2 separate regions of the Salvelinus alpinus genome follow, and region 2 is linked to region 1. Evidence: chromatin contacts called from public Hi-C data. All regions are on one chromosome and are shown on one strand. The core of a region is the stretch at or near the end of the contact, and the rest is flanking DNA. Distances in the headings are between cores, read along the strand shown. Region 1 holds the start of adamts6 (ADAM metallopeptidase with thrombospondin type 1 motif, 6). Region 2 holds the start of LOC139556003 (spliceosome-associated protein CWC27 homolog).

Region 1 (7,250 bases), core at 3,043-5,542:
CCTTGAGTACTATTCAAACACACTCAAATATACACAAATACACTCAGACATACTCAAAACTAAAGTCACAGAAAGCCATGAAGGGGAGTAGAGTGGTGGTGGGTGTTCTACGAAACACACAGATCAGGTTGTCCTCTCTTCCATCCCATCATCACACATTCCAATACTGCTTGGCTACTACATACAGCAGCTTCCTTCCAACACACCGCCGAACCAAACACATCCCATGGTACTCACCAAGCCCTTACAGTTACTGAGCGCTACTCTGGTGGAGCTGTACTGATCCTGCAGGTATCCTACATAGTGGCAGTTCTCCACCATGTCATGTCTCCACTCCAGGCCCTCTCTCCCCCAGTACTCCACCGTGAAATGTTTGGACACCAGGTGGGGGTTGAGGGTCAGGTTTAAGTGAAAGTGCTTTCCGTAAGCCGACAGTCTGTAGAAGAGCCGGGACTGGGCCGGGTTCTGTTCAGCGTGGTCGGTTGGCTCTGGGCCGATGGTGGTGTTGGTGGCGTCGGCGGTTCGTCTCCTGCGACCGGGCTTGTGATGTTTCACAGTGTAGCTGAGGAAGTCCCCGTTCTCGTCCACTCGCACTGGCACAGTCAGCTGGTAGTGCTGCAAGTAGGACAGGTACTCGTCTTTTACAGAAAATAATGAACGGGGGGATGGAGGGACGAGCCATCGGAGGAGGGGTGTATGAGGAGAAGAGAAGGAGGAAGAGACAAATGAGAGGGATCTAGCCATTGCATAATACATACAGGATACACACTACAGATAGTAGGACTCATAGAAAGTAGAATGTCAGTGTATGTCTATAGTGGAACTCAGACAGTGACAGGACAGACATGACCTCACAGTGTGCCAGAGCTAGCAGGTTGTGATTCATCCCTCTAAAACAACAGTGAGGTCAGGATCACCAGATGTTACAGATGTCTCACTGACTGACTGACCACTGACCATGTGCAGCAACCATACCTACACCTGCCTCACTGCTTAGAGAAATCACTTTCTCTGAAGGAGAGCATTTCTAGTACCTAGGGAGATGTGCACAAACCCCTTTTATGCATTCTATCACGAATAGTGCCCTCTAGTGGCCACATGGGTGGAATGTTATTCATATTTTTCATAATTTCATAATTAATCAAGGTTATAAAAAATAAAAATAAAACTGGTATTTCTATGTCAAACAGTTTTGGTATATTTCAGTCTTCTGTGATGTATATGAAGTGTAATATTGGGATGCAAACTCAAAATGGAATACATTTCTACTCTATATCTAACATGGTACAGGTGTCCTCTTTTTTAATCCCATAACCATTTGTTTGAGGTGTATCCTTTTGTTTCAAAGTAGATCTATCTAAGACGACCATGAATCACTGTGTGAATATGATTTAGCCCACTGCAGTACAAGGTTATTAAGCAATGCGCAATCCTACCTTGTGAGTTGTGCGAAAGTCTTTGAAATTCAGAGGAAGCCATGACCACCACCAGGCTCAATATCAATATCCAAGTCAGCGTCTTCCACAAAATGTCCATCATTTAGAGAAAGGTCTGACATGGGGTTGGGGGGAGGAGGGTTGAGGGGGGTGGTGGTGCTACTGATGGGCTAGGAACACACTTCAGTCCGGCGTGCCTGGCACCATAACAAGCCCATGGTTTTAGGTCCTCTGTGTGGGAAATGTTATCACTACTTCTCCTTCTCTTCTCGTCTCATCCAGGTCTCACACAGAGAATGTCTCAGAGACACTCAGCTTCCTCCTGAGGGCAACTGACACTTCCAGACCTCACTGGTGTTTCCCTCTGAGCTCATGTCAGCCACTAATCATGGGTGGTGGTGATGCTAGAATCCAGCAGTAGATCAGTCAGTCTCTTCAAACACATCCCATGCAGCAGATCTATAGATCTAGATCTATATTGGAAGCTTGTCTTGACCAATCCATCTGCATACCTGTGAATACATCATTTCATAGGTAAATAAGCATACCTGCTACAAAACAACTGATAAACCAGTACTGATAAACCAGCCTGATAAACCAGCCTGCTAAACCAGCCTGCTAAACCAGCCTTCTAAACCAGTACTGCTAAACCAGTACTGATAAACCAGCCTGCTAAACCAGTACTGATAAACCAGCCTGCTAAACCAGTACTGATAAACCAGTACTGCTAAACCAGCCTGCTAAACCAGTACTGCTAAACCAGCCTGTCATCTCTATCCCAGCCTGATAAACCCGAGGTGTGTGTTTAAGGATGTTTATGACACCATACCATCTCCACAGCCTAAGGAGAAGTCAGCCTCTCAGACGTTCAACAGCAAGTCAACAACAACAACAACCCATTGATCAAGTACAAAAGCAGCGTGTGCTGATGTCCGCCAGCCTCCTCAGTCAACACAGCACCTGTCTCTATAACAGGTTGTGTCATCTCTATCCCACTGATTCTCTCTGCAGCCAGGAGCAAATCAACAGATCAATGTTGGTCTCAGCAAGCCCTCTGAGTGTGTGTGTGTGTGTGTGCTTGTGTGGTGTGTGTGTGTGTGTGTGTGTGTGTGTGTGTGTGTGTGTGTGTGTGTGTGTGTGTGTGTGTGTGTGTGTGTGTGTGTGTGTGTGTGTGTGTGTGTGTGTGTGTGTGTGTGTGTGTGTGTGTGCACGCGCAAATAACTCAGAAGTAAAGGTGTAATAATCAGGTAATAACCATGTAATAACGCACACATTCATACATTAACCTATCAAGCAATTGATCAATCAATCAATAAAAACATTTATATTTCAAATCACTTACCGGATATTCTTCAAGAGAAGGTCACTCACTCACACAGCTCATATATATTGCATGCCATACTGTTAGAACCAAGCGCAGGCGAGGTTCCAAGTTTAGGTCCTAGTGAAAATGACGCGTAAATTCCACCAATCACCTCTGATCTATCAGATGCGCGTAAAACCAGTACGGGTGGGTATCTGTCTGTGGATAGGATCCATAGTGTTGGAAGCGGCGTGTTGTATCTTCTCTAAAGGCTATATAACCAACATAGCTGCACATATCCAGACAGCAGCCTAAATCTACTTGGCCACTCCGTCTGACCCAGACAGTTGGCACTCGGCCCGAATACATCAGACTACAACGACCGACCAAACGACCAACCGATCGCTCAAATAAAAACAAGTGACTTTACACTGCTTCTGTTAATCTAGGAGGCTATGTAATTCAACTACAACTGGAATATAATACAAACAGTCCAGCGCTGTTCTTATTTTAGGGATTTCGAAAAGAGTTTGAAAATGCCGGGAATCATTATTGTTAGTAGCCTAGGCACTCTATCTCGGCAAGTAATTTGGGTTTGTTTGACTTTGCCGACACAGACAGACACGCAGACTGTTCTAACAGATGTGGATCTGTTTTAGTGAGTTACAAATGTAACAGTGCAAGATAAAGTAGCCTGGGCTATGCCAAGTGCTCATAGGCATCAAACCAGTGTTAAAAGTTACACTGTTCTATAAAAATGATGGAATAAATAGTGGATGCAAGTTTGCAACTTTAACCAACATTTAGGCTACTCACCAAACACTGTGTCAGGAATTGTAAGTGCCTATAGGGTATACTTTTTCACCTTTGATCTATTTCCCGTTTTGCTAAAATCACAAAAGAGATTTTCCAAAATATGTAGTCCACAATGTGAAAGATAAGTCATTGTATTTTCTGTTATTTTCTAAAGATGGATAGCCTACAGGTTTTAAAGAAGAGGGATCTGCGTTGGCTCCGTTAAACGTGCATGAGTTGTGTCTATGGAGTGCTGATAGACTACAAGCAGATAGTTACCGTCTTCATTTTCATTGGCAGCGGCAAAACCCAACTGTAGAGAGTAGAGTACAGATTGCAGACAATAGACTTCGTCTGCACTGAGTTCCGTGGTAGCCAGATCACTTCTCTCCTCTGTGCATCTCTTCTCGGTTTATGCCATTCTCTTTTTCTTGGACTCTCATACCGCTACTGCAGTGGCTCGCTCCCCTTGAGAAAACAGAGGAGCACAGGCTAAGATACAACTCACTTTGCAGAAAATAGTCTATCCCCAAGAATAAGGATACCTAATTTATAGCCCAACTGTCCTTTTTAAAATAGACTTGGTGTGTTTGCTGAGTTGTTACTTTTGGATAACGCAGGTAGTACTCTGCTTAATAATAGCAACTAGTCTAGGTCTAGGACAGTGTATGCAACACAGCTAAATTGAGGTGAAGTATAGCTCCCTTTAATACAGTATACCCGGTCTGGAACCATAGCCAAGTTCCAAGCTGCTTCAAATTGGCAGCTTTTTCAGGCTGGGCGGTTCAGTTTACGTCATTGCAGATGTGCCTATTCTAACCATGTGTGCGCATGTTCCGATCTAATATCACGTGCAGGGGGAGGAGGATTGGGGGATAGAAATAGTGCGCAAGAACCGTCAGCGCAAAGTGTAGCATCATTTTTATTTTTATTTCACCTTTATTTAACTAGGCAAGTCAGTTAAGAACAAATTCTTATTTACAATGACGGCCTATCGGGGAACAGTGGGTTAACCGCCTTGTTCAGGGGCAGAACAAAATATTTTTACCTTGTAAGCTCGGGGATTCGATCCAGCGCCCTTTAGGTTACTGGCCCAACGCTCTAAACACTAGGCTATCTCTTCTGATGATTAAACACATAACTATTTGAAGGATTGTTGCGCCATCAAGTGTTCAAAAACTATATAGCAACTTTCACATTTCACAATTACCTGTCATCATTACCTCTATTAATAAATAATAATGAACTGTGTTTTTCTTCATCTCAGAAATGCATATTGTCCTCTTTATTTCGCCTATAGTTATTGCCTTATTCATTTGAGGCATTTGATGTGTTCTTAGTCTGGAGTTTCCTCATTGGGGATTTGATTGAATTCCAGCCTAATTCCAGGTCCTTAACCTGGTACTTACTCACCCTCATGCATATACAGTGCATTTGAAAAGTATTCAGACCCTTTCCCTTTTACCACATTTTGTTACGTTATGCCTTATTCTAAATATAAAATAATCCTCACCCATCTACACAGAATACCCCATAATGACAAAGTGAAAACATGTTCTTAGAAATGTTCACAAATGTGTAATAAAAAAATAACTGAAATTGTTTATTCACATAAGAATTCAGACCCTTTTCTATGAAACTCGAAATTGAGCTCAGATACATCCTGTTTCCATTGATCATCCTTGAGATGTTTCTACAACTTGATTGGAGTCCACCTGTGGTAAATTCAATTGATTGGACATGATTTTGAAAGGCACACACCTGTCTATATAAGGTCTCACAGTTGATAGTGCATTTCAGAGCAAAAACCAAGCCATGAGGTTGAAGGAATTGTCCATAAAACTCAGAGACAGGATTGTGTCTCGGCACAGATCTGGGGAAGGGTACCAAAACATTTCTGCAGCATTGAAGGTCCCCAAGAACACAGTGGCCTCCATCATTCTTAAATGGAAGAAGTTTGGAACCACCTAGACTCTTCCTAGAGCACTCGACCAATCAGACCTTTAGAGTGTTAGAGTGGCCAGATGGAAGCCACTCTTCAGTAAAAGGCACATGACAGCCCGCTTGGAGTTTGCCAAAAGGCACCTAAAGGACTCTCAGACCATGAGAAACAAGATTCTCTGGTCTGATGAAACTTTGAAAGTTTCTTCAAGTGCAATCGCAAAAACCATCAAGTGCTATGATGAAACTGTCTCTCATGAGGACCGCCACAGGAAAGGAAGACCCAGAGTTACCTCTGCTGCAGAGGATAAGTTCATTAGAGTTACCAGCCTCAGAAATTGCAGCCCAAATAAATGCTTCACAGAGTTCAAGTAACAGACACATCTCAACATCAACTGTTCAGTTCATGTTCACGCAGAATCAGGCCTTCATGGTCGAATTGCTGCAAAGAAACAACTAATAAAGGGCACCAATAAGAAGAAGAGACTTGCTAGGGCCAAGAAACACGAGCAATAGACATTAGACCGGTGGAAATCTGTCCTTTGGTCTGATGAGTCTAAATTCGATTTTTTTTGGTTCCAACCGCTGTGTCTTTGTGAGATGCAGAGTAGGTGAATGAATGATCTGCGCATGTGTGGTTCCCACCGTGAAGCCGGGAGGTATAGGTGCGATGGTATGGGGGTGCTTTGCTGGTGACACTGTCAGTGATTTATTTAGAATTCAAGGCACACTTAACTAGCATGGCTACCACAGCATTCTGCAGCCATATGCCATCCCATCTGGTTTGCGCTTAATGGGACTATCATTTGTGTTTCAACAGGACAATGACACAACACACCTCCAGGCTGTGTAAGGGCTATTTGATCAAGAAGGAGAGTTGGACCGCAGAGTGAAGGAAAAGCAGCCAACAAGTGCTCAGCATATGTGGGAACTCCTTCAAGACTGTTGGAAAAGCATTCCAGGTGAAGCTGGTTGAGAGAATGCCAAAAGTGTGCAAAGCTGTCATCAAGGCAAAGGGTGAAATGCCTGGAAATGCCCGGAAATTCCCTTGTCTGGAGCAAAGGATCCCATTTTCAAACTCTCCAAAAAATTGAAAATGTGAAAATTCTAAAAACTGGCAAAAATTGCTATTAACTGAAAAACTATTGGATGTAGTTTCTTGCAATAGCCCTTTGTGACTAGATAATATTGATCTCAAAACTTTGATTCCTGAAAGATTTGGTTTAGTCCATCAGATTTGTCTAAAATCCCAATTGAATCAGGAATGAGCAGGGTCAGCTATACCATAAAGACCCCTTCTTCCTGTCCTCATTACATGTAGTGCAACAAGACTCCTCATGGTCTGTATAGTTCTCTACTTTTGATAGATTTAAGCAAACAATATTGGAATCACCATGGTCACTAACATAAACTCCATCTGCCTGAGAGATTAAAATAGAATATGAATTTTGGTTTGAATATGTTACATTTAATTAGGTTTTAGAGTTATAAAGCATCTGTGGAAAAACAAAATTGCTACTGTGTATACCATTTGAATGAAGAAGAAAAATTACATAAACGCTGTCAGATTTTTGTCTAACATAAACTCCGTCAGAGTGCTGAAACATCTTATAGAATGGTTATGTTTTTATTGGGGATTTTCAAATAAATAATTTTCCATATTTTACAAATATGTGTATTGAACTTTTATTTTTAGAGGCAAAAAATATGTCTCTTTTAAGTATCTGTTGTCAACTCCGTCAGTGGCTCGTCAACTCCGTCACTGATGGCTAACT
Region 2 (7,250 bases), core at 1,248-3,747, 230 kb before region 1:
CGACTCCCTGAGAAAATAAAGGTTAAATTAAAATTAAATAAAAAAATTGTCTGTTGTACTGTATTGACTTTTTGAGTCTTTTCCTCCCCGGCCCAGCTTGTCGTTAGGCAGATCCTCCTGCTCGTCCTCCGTACTCTCGTCGCTGCTTGTACTGCTCACGTCCAGGACAATGTCTTTCCGGGGGTCCACACGCACAAAGTTACGGCACTCGAACGTCAGGTGGCCCGCTGATGAAATGACAAGGGTACAGAAGAGAGTAATGAAGGGATGTACTTTAGAGAGCAGCTTTATCTAGCACAGTATGATTATGACATACAACATCTCCACTTCGCTGATCCTCAACACTGGGGCCCCACAAGGGTGCATGCTCAGCCCCCGCCTGTACTCCCTGTTCACCCATGACTGCGTGGCCATGCACGCCTCCAACTCAATCATCAAGTTTGCAGACAACAACAGTAGTGGGCTTGATTACCAACAACGACGAGACAGCCTACAGGGAGGAGGTGAGGGCACTCGGAGTGTGGTGTCAGGAAAATAACCTCTCACTCAACGTCAACAGAACAAAGGAGATGATCGTGGACTTCAGGAAACAGCAGAGGGAGCACCCCCCTATCCACATCGACGAGACAGCAGTGGAGAAGGTGGAAAGTTTGCCGTACACATCACAGACAAACTGAAATGGTCCACCCACACAGATAGTGTGGTGAAGGCGCAACAGCGCCTCTTCAACCCCAGGAGGCTGAAGAAATTTGGCTTGTCACATAAAACCCTCAAACTTTTACAGATGCACAATTGAGAGCATCCTGTTGAGCTGTATCACCGCCTGGTACGGCAACTGCACCACCCACAACAGCAATGCTCTCCAGAGGGTGGTGCGGTCTGCACAACGCACAACGCATCACCGGGGGCAAACTACCTGCCCTCCTGGACACCAAAACAGCTTCTATCTCAAGGCCATCAGACTGTTAAACAGCCATCACTAACACAGAAAGGCTGCTGCCTACATACAGACTTGAAATCATTGGCCACTTTAATAAATAGATCACTAGTCACTTTAATTATGCCACTTTAATAATGTTTACATATATTGCATTACTCATCTCATATGTATATACTGTATTTTATACCATCTATTGCATCTTGCCTATGCCGCTCGGTCATTGCTCATCCATAAATATATATGTATATATTCTTATTCCATCCCTTTACTTAGATTTGTGTGTATTAGGTAGTTGTTGTGGAATTGTTAGATTACATGTTAGATCTTACTGCATTGTCGGAACTAGAACACAAGCATTTCGCTACACTCGCATTAACATCTGCTAACCATGTGTATGTGACCAATAAAATGTGATTTGACACACTCAGGGGTCAGGGGACAGCAAAGAACATGCTGTAACTGTATTCACAAGGCTTGAATATGTAGAGTTAGAGACATGATATAAGCAATAAAGATTACTTACGATAACCACATTTCTTACACCCAGCTCTGATGTCCTTATTGGGACCTGCAAATTAAGTGAGAAATCAAATAATTTAGAAATGTCACAACTTCTTGCTTTGTTGATGTGTAGCAAAAACGTAGGCCTTGTAACGTTATATTCCACGCCTAAAATAATTGGATTCCTTCTATGATTCACATTGAGACTAGCTATAACATAACACAATTATTATCAAATTAATAGGGAAGCTAAACTACCATACACAAACTATTGTCGAAATAACTTTAGCTAGCTATCTAAACATTGAGCACAATCATGCTAGCTAATCAGAGGTGCAAGGTTAGCTAAACTAGCAGTACATAAATTCCATTAAAAAAACGCAAGGATTCGATAGTTAGGCTATAGCTAGCTAACTCCAATTGCCATTATAATATGACATCTGATTCGTTTTAAGTTGGATCAAACATACCTGATGCAGCCATTATCACACTTTATAGACAAAAACCTTGTTGCGTTCATAAATTTCAAACCACAAAGTTCCCAGTGGGTCCTCTACAAAATAGCTCCGGTAGGAAATATCAACTGGTTAGTTCCCTGTACCGTCTTTGGTAAAACCGCATTTTGAGCGGATTTCACTCACTACTTGAGAAATAATTCTAATTTACTAGTACTTGTGACTCTCTTCTTTTTCATACATCTTTCATAATAAGTGTTTTCTTGATATAAATGTGCAAGCCTCCTTCAAGCTAACTTATGTTCTGTGCGATGTTTTAGTGGGATTGTTTACAATGTAACACACGGACCAAATTTTAGAGATGAATATGAAAATAATGATCTATATTTTAACAGAGTTGTGTAATTACGTAATTTTCCTACAAATATGTAATAATAGTTTGTTACTATTTGAAAAATATCACCCTCGAACTAATATTAGGGGAAAAAAGCTTCCAAGCATTGACTTGGCAAATACCCTTCATCGCCCATTGATTCGAGGTAAATAAAGCACCCATGTTTAAACAACATGGCGGTTGACAGTAATCTGGGTTAGCAAGAAATGTAGACATTAATCTCTACATTTTTGCAAACCACTTAGTGCTGATTTCTAAATTAGCTATCTATTCTACTGCTGAAAAAACAACGGATTTCCGGTTTCTAGTTGTTCGTTAATATCAACGACAGAATGAGCAACATCTACATTCAAGAGCCTCCATCAAATGGAAAGGTGAGCGCGAGCATTTGTTCCCCTGACGATCCTTATTAATATCTGACTGTCACTACAATGGTTTGCATGATAAACTATGATTATACAGAACATATTATCTTTGTCTAGAAACCCGACATTGAATTGCATTGAAGTCTACGTGGGGCAGAAATGAGCGTTTGTATCAGGAAAGTTTACTCTTACGACCTCTACAAGCCAGATTGTTAAATACCCGTTGTCCCTGCGGTTCAGCCTTTTGGCGGTAGGGATGTGAGACAATATATCAAAGGAAGGTATAATTACATCAAATGTTCAAAGCGCTGGTAGTACGTTCAGATTTCTATCACCTGAATTATATGCACAATATAAAATGCACGAGATGCATGCGCACTTGCCTAGCTCGTGCACCTGTTTTACATGATTCTGCTAGAAATCTGAACCAGCACTTTGAAAAGTTGATATAATTATACTTTCCTGTGATATATTGTCTAATATCCCTACCAAAAGGACCAATTGTATGGACAACAGGTAAAGTAAGTTCAAATATCATTCCATAGAGTGGTGCCAGAGTTCATTGTCCAAGGAGGAGATCCCACAGGCACCTGGACGGTGGAGAGTCCATCTATGGACTGCAGTTCAAGGTTAACTTTCACTGTCTCCATCACCTCATTATCTCGGATCATGTTCAATCCCCCCAAAAGATAGACTAGACATAAATGGAACTCTTCTACTTGGAACCTTTGCCAACTCACCAATAATACTGCTACTAATGATGAAACAGTGGGGCTGATTCTTGTTTTTCTGTTGGTTCTGTCCCACGTTCTCAGGATGAGTTCCACTCCAGACTGCACTTCAACAGACGAGGCCTGGTTGCCATGGCCAACGCAGGGCCCCATGACAACGGCAGCCAGTTCTTCTTCACCCTTGGCCGGGCAGATGAGCTCAACAACAAACACACCATCTTTGGAAAGGTAAAACGCCAAAAGAAGATCCATGCATGAGGTAAATCTTTTAGTATGCAGCATTTGTAATCTGAGCCAACTCAGTTGTAATTGCAGCAAACAGATTCTAGAAGCCATCTTTTCCTGTAAATTAATCTTCCTTTCCTCAATGCAGGTGACAGGTGATACAATGTACAACATGCTCAGGTTAGCAGAAATGGAATGTGATCCGGAGGAAAGACCTTTAAATCCACACAAGTTACAAACCACTGAGGTATGGGTTGGGTTTACATCACACAATAGTATTTTAGCACTTTGACCATTCATTTGTTTCAATTTCAATTCCGGGAATGTTTTCTCACATGTTACGCTATAATAGCATTGTTTACGTTACTTGTTCATCAGTGTTCAGAGTTTATGACACTTTTTCTTCAAGGCCCAATGCAGCTGTTTTAATATTATTATATAATAATTTCTGGATAACAGTTAAGTACCTTACTAGCTAGGTTTCCATCCAATTGTTGACAGATTTTTATGCATAAAAACAATATTTTCCCACCAGAGATGTGTTTCTGTCAAATTTACTTGTTGCAGATAAAAGCCTGTGCGTGATGATGTAGTGCACATAAAAATACCTATTGCGGTTAAATTTCCATTTACCCGAGGATTTTTTTTTTTCAACTCTACTGATGGGTTTTATCAAAATATGCTGTGTTATATAGTGAGTATGCCCACTCTGGTATTGGCATGTGCACTCTAGCCAACAGCTCACAATACTCTACCTGTAAGCATGCATGAGATTATTATGGACAAAGGAGCAAGATTATTTTTATTGGTCAAACGGCAGCCAAGCATCGATGTCATGTCACCAGCATAAAACCCTCAATATTTATTGGAAAGGAGCATCAAGCTCATCACCTTGCACTTTCACCACCCTGTGAAGTTCATAACTGACTTAATCTGTAGCCTAATAAACTGCAGGCTTTCCTGAGTCGTGGTGGGAGGACAACACATGTCATTGCGTGACTCCAAGTTTACTTCGATATAATGGTTATTATATCAATATTTGTGCATAAAAGTGTTTGAACCGACATTTCTCACATATTAATTTCACAGACGCAAAAAGATCCCACCTTGTTTATCGTGTTTTGTCAACATTTGGAAAGTTTACCGAAACTTTTTCTGTTTCTATTAGGCCTGTCGTAAAAAATAAAATTATTCGACATGTACTTTATTTAAAAAAAAAAATGTTTAGTCCCTTCACCACCCTCTTCTGAGGACAAATTTCTTTTAGCTTTTTCTCGACATGCAATTTGCTCGTATAAAAAGGTTGTATGGAAACCTTGTTTGTGTAATAGATTTCCATTAAAATGGGCAAAAATAGTTTTTTAGCAAATAACTATTTCTCAGGCAAAAAATTTGCTAGAACTGTCAGAGTTTTCTGTGGGAAAAGGAAAATGGAAAACTAGCTGTCATGGGCAAAAGTTTTGAACTTTTTGTTATTGGTCAGCAACTCAGGAAATAACACTGATCACATTTTTTCACAGTTTTCCAGTGTTAGTTTCATCAGCTCTTATATGATATAAAAACACTGAATTTTGAGTGCATTGGGCCTTTAACCGCTACATTTCTTATAAGAGAGTTGACTAGGTGTCCAACAAGTGGTGCTATTGTACAAGAGAAAGTGATGTCAAATCAGTGGTACTAGGCAGTTGTAATTCTATAGACTAGCCAGGCAGAGGTGCTGTTGTACTGCGTAGACCTATGGCGTAGACAAGGGAGCCCAGTCTGACAGGTTGGTTCAGTTCACAAGGAAATCAGCGATGAAAGACAGATTATTTCATTTGATCTTTTCTAACAAAAATAGGTGTCCTTCAAAGCAATCTTATGATAAACGTTATGATGCAGTATTACTGAACACACAGAAGTAGATTGAATAGAACTAATAATAGACTTGAATGGGGAAGCCTGTTCTAATCATTCTATGACTGAAAATACCAGAGGTCCTCTTCATAGAAATACAACAGTGTGGTTCAGCAGCTTTGCAGTAATGGCATTGGGCATCATTAATCCGATGGACAGGCTGTACTGTAGGCTGCATGCCGACACTGATAACTCAACAATGACTCCTCACTCTCCACATTTAACATTTTTGTCATTAAGCAGATGCTCTTATGCAGAGCGACTCAGGGCTCAGACACTCCATTAGCGTTTGCTGGCTGAGAGTACTGAGCACCTCTGAACAGAGTGCGTCTGTTATTTTGCCAACCGAGTGCCCACCGATTTTTAAATCGAGAATCTGTGAAACATGTCGGCTGTAAGACGTCTACAGCGGGTGATCCCTAAAACACTGTGCTGAACGATCGTCTACAGCGGGTGATCCCTAAAACACTGTGCTGAACGATCATCTACAGCGGGTGATCCCTAAAACACTGTGCTGAACGATCGTCTACAGCGGGTGATCCCTAAAACACTGTGCTGAACGATCGTCTACAGCGGGTGATCCCTAAAACACTGTGCTGAACGATCGTCTACAGCGGGTGATCCCTAAAACACTGTGCTGAACTATCGTCTACAGCGGGTGATCCCTAAAACACTGTGCTGAAGGATCGTCTACAGCGGGTGATCCCTAAAACACTGTGCTGTACGATCGGCAGACAATTTCTAGATCCACATTTGGTGCGATGTGTGCGAGCCTTTACAGTTAGCTACACTACTGTAGCTAAGTCCAAGATAATTACAATGACAAACACCATATCTGATTGATTGAACACTATCTGTTGTAAAAGTACACACTAACATTTTAAAGACAGTGACTTTTTGGTGACCTTGAATGAATAAATGAATCAGAGGGTTGGCGGTACTGATGCTAGGGTGTTGATGAGGACTAGTGACACCCTGTCAGCCAAGCAGAACCCCCACCTCCCCCGCTGCTGCTGCTAACACACACACACCTTGGGCCACTGGCCCCACATCAATGAACCCGGCCTGTCCACTGCAGCCAGTTCCTGCTAGGTGAAAGAGAAATGCTGGCACCCACACTACATGACTTACCCTGCTGTAGTGGAGAGGACGGGGGGACCCCGAAAGGGAGCACGAGACCGAGAGAAGCCCCAACGGGGAGAGAGAGAAGGGAGGGAGAGTCGGGTAGAGAACCGTTGTGACAGTTTTTGTAACCTAGATTGAAAAGATGCATCACAGACCTCTAGTCCATTGTCCAAAATCAGTTACTGAGAGAATCCTGTAATCCATGTCGTAATCTCACAATGCCACTGTGCTGATTGCCATACAACAGCAGCTTTATCAGAAACTCTGTTATCTAGCTGCGGGTTGGTTTGCCTCTTAACCCCACTGGGATAAGGATTCGGCCCTGCCAGTCAGCTGTGTGCGTGTGACTGACAGGTAGGCCAACGCTAACAGACTATAGTATATTAAACACAAGTGTAGATTGTTTGACTGTAGACTTGTACCCCAGCACCGTGGTTTGTGTTGGCACAGAATCAAAGAGGAGGCTGGTCGCTACAGTGTTGGGCCTGGGACAAAGGGGCAATTGTTGTAGAGCAGATCTCCTCTCCTGTCTCTCTCTCTGAGATATTGTTTTAGACCACAAGGGTGTATTTTATTGTTTGGTCCACCGAGTTATTCCTTTATGCTCAATTGCAGGGG

Evidence for each region. A called contact is a pair of places that touch in the nucleus more often than the background predicts.
Region 2: a Hi-C map of liver shows a contact between it and region 1, with 17 times the contacts expected there. The contact joins the promoter of LOC139556003 here to the promoter of adamts6 in region 1. A contact is called at or near these places in 3 of 3 Hi-C or Micro-C datasets (liver, muscle and red muscle).

What each region holds. Positions count from the first base shown.
Region 1 is chr1:103,972,524-103,979,773 of SLU_Salpinus.1, reverse strand. It overlaps adamts6 (ADAM metallopeptidase with thrombospondin type 1 motif, 6), which reads right to left and starts at 4,292. Exons shown (of 25, transcript XM_071338998.1): 1 at 3,814-4,292; 2 at 1,437-1,948; 3 at 238-638. The coding sequence starts at 1,539.
Region 2 is chr1:104,205,266-104,212,515 of SLU_Salpinus.1, reverse strand. It overlaps LOC139556003 (spliceosome-associated protein CWC27 homolog), which reads left to right and starts at 2,497. Exons shown (of 6, transcript XM_071369662.1): 1 at 2,497-2,664; 2 at 3,201-3,284; 3 at 3,471-3,614; 4 at 3,760-3,858. The coding sequence starts at 2,623. It overlaps LOC139556163 (protein SREK1IP1-like), which reads right to left and starts at 2,234. Exons shown (of 5, transcript XM_071369872.1): 1 at 1,912-2,234; 2 at 1,464-1,508; 3 at 69-227. The coding sequence starts at 1,924.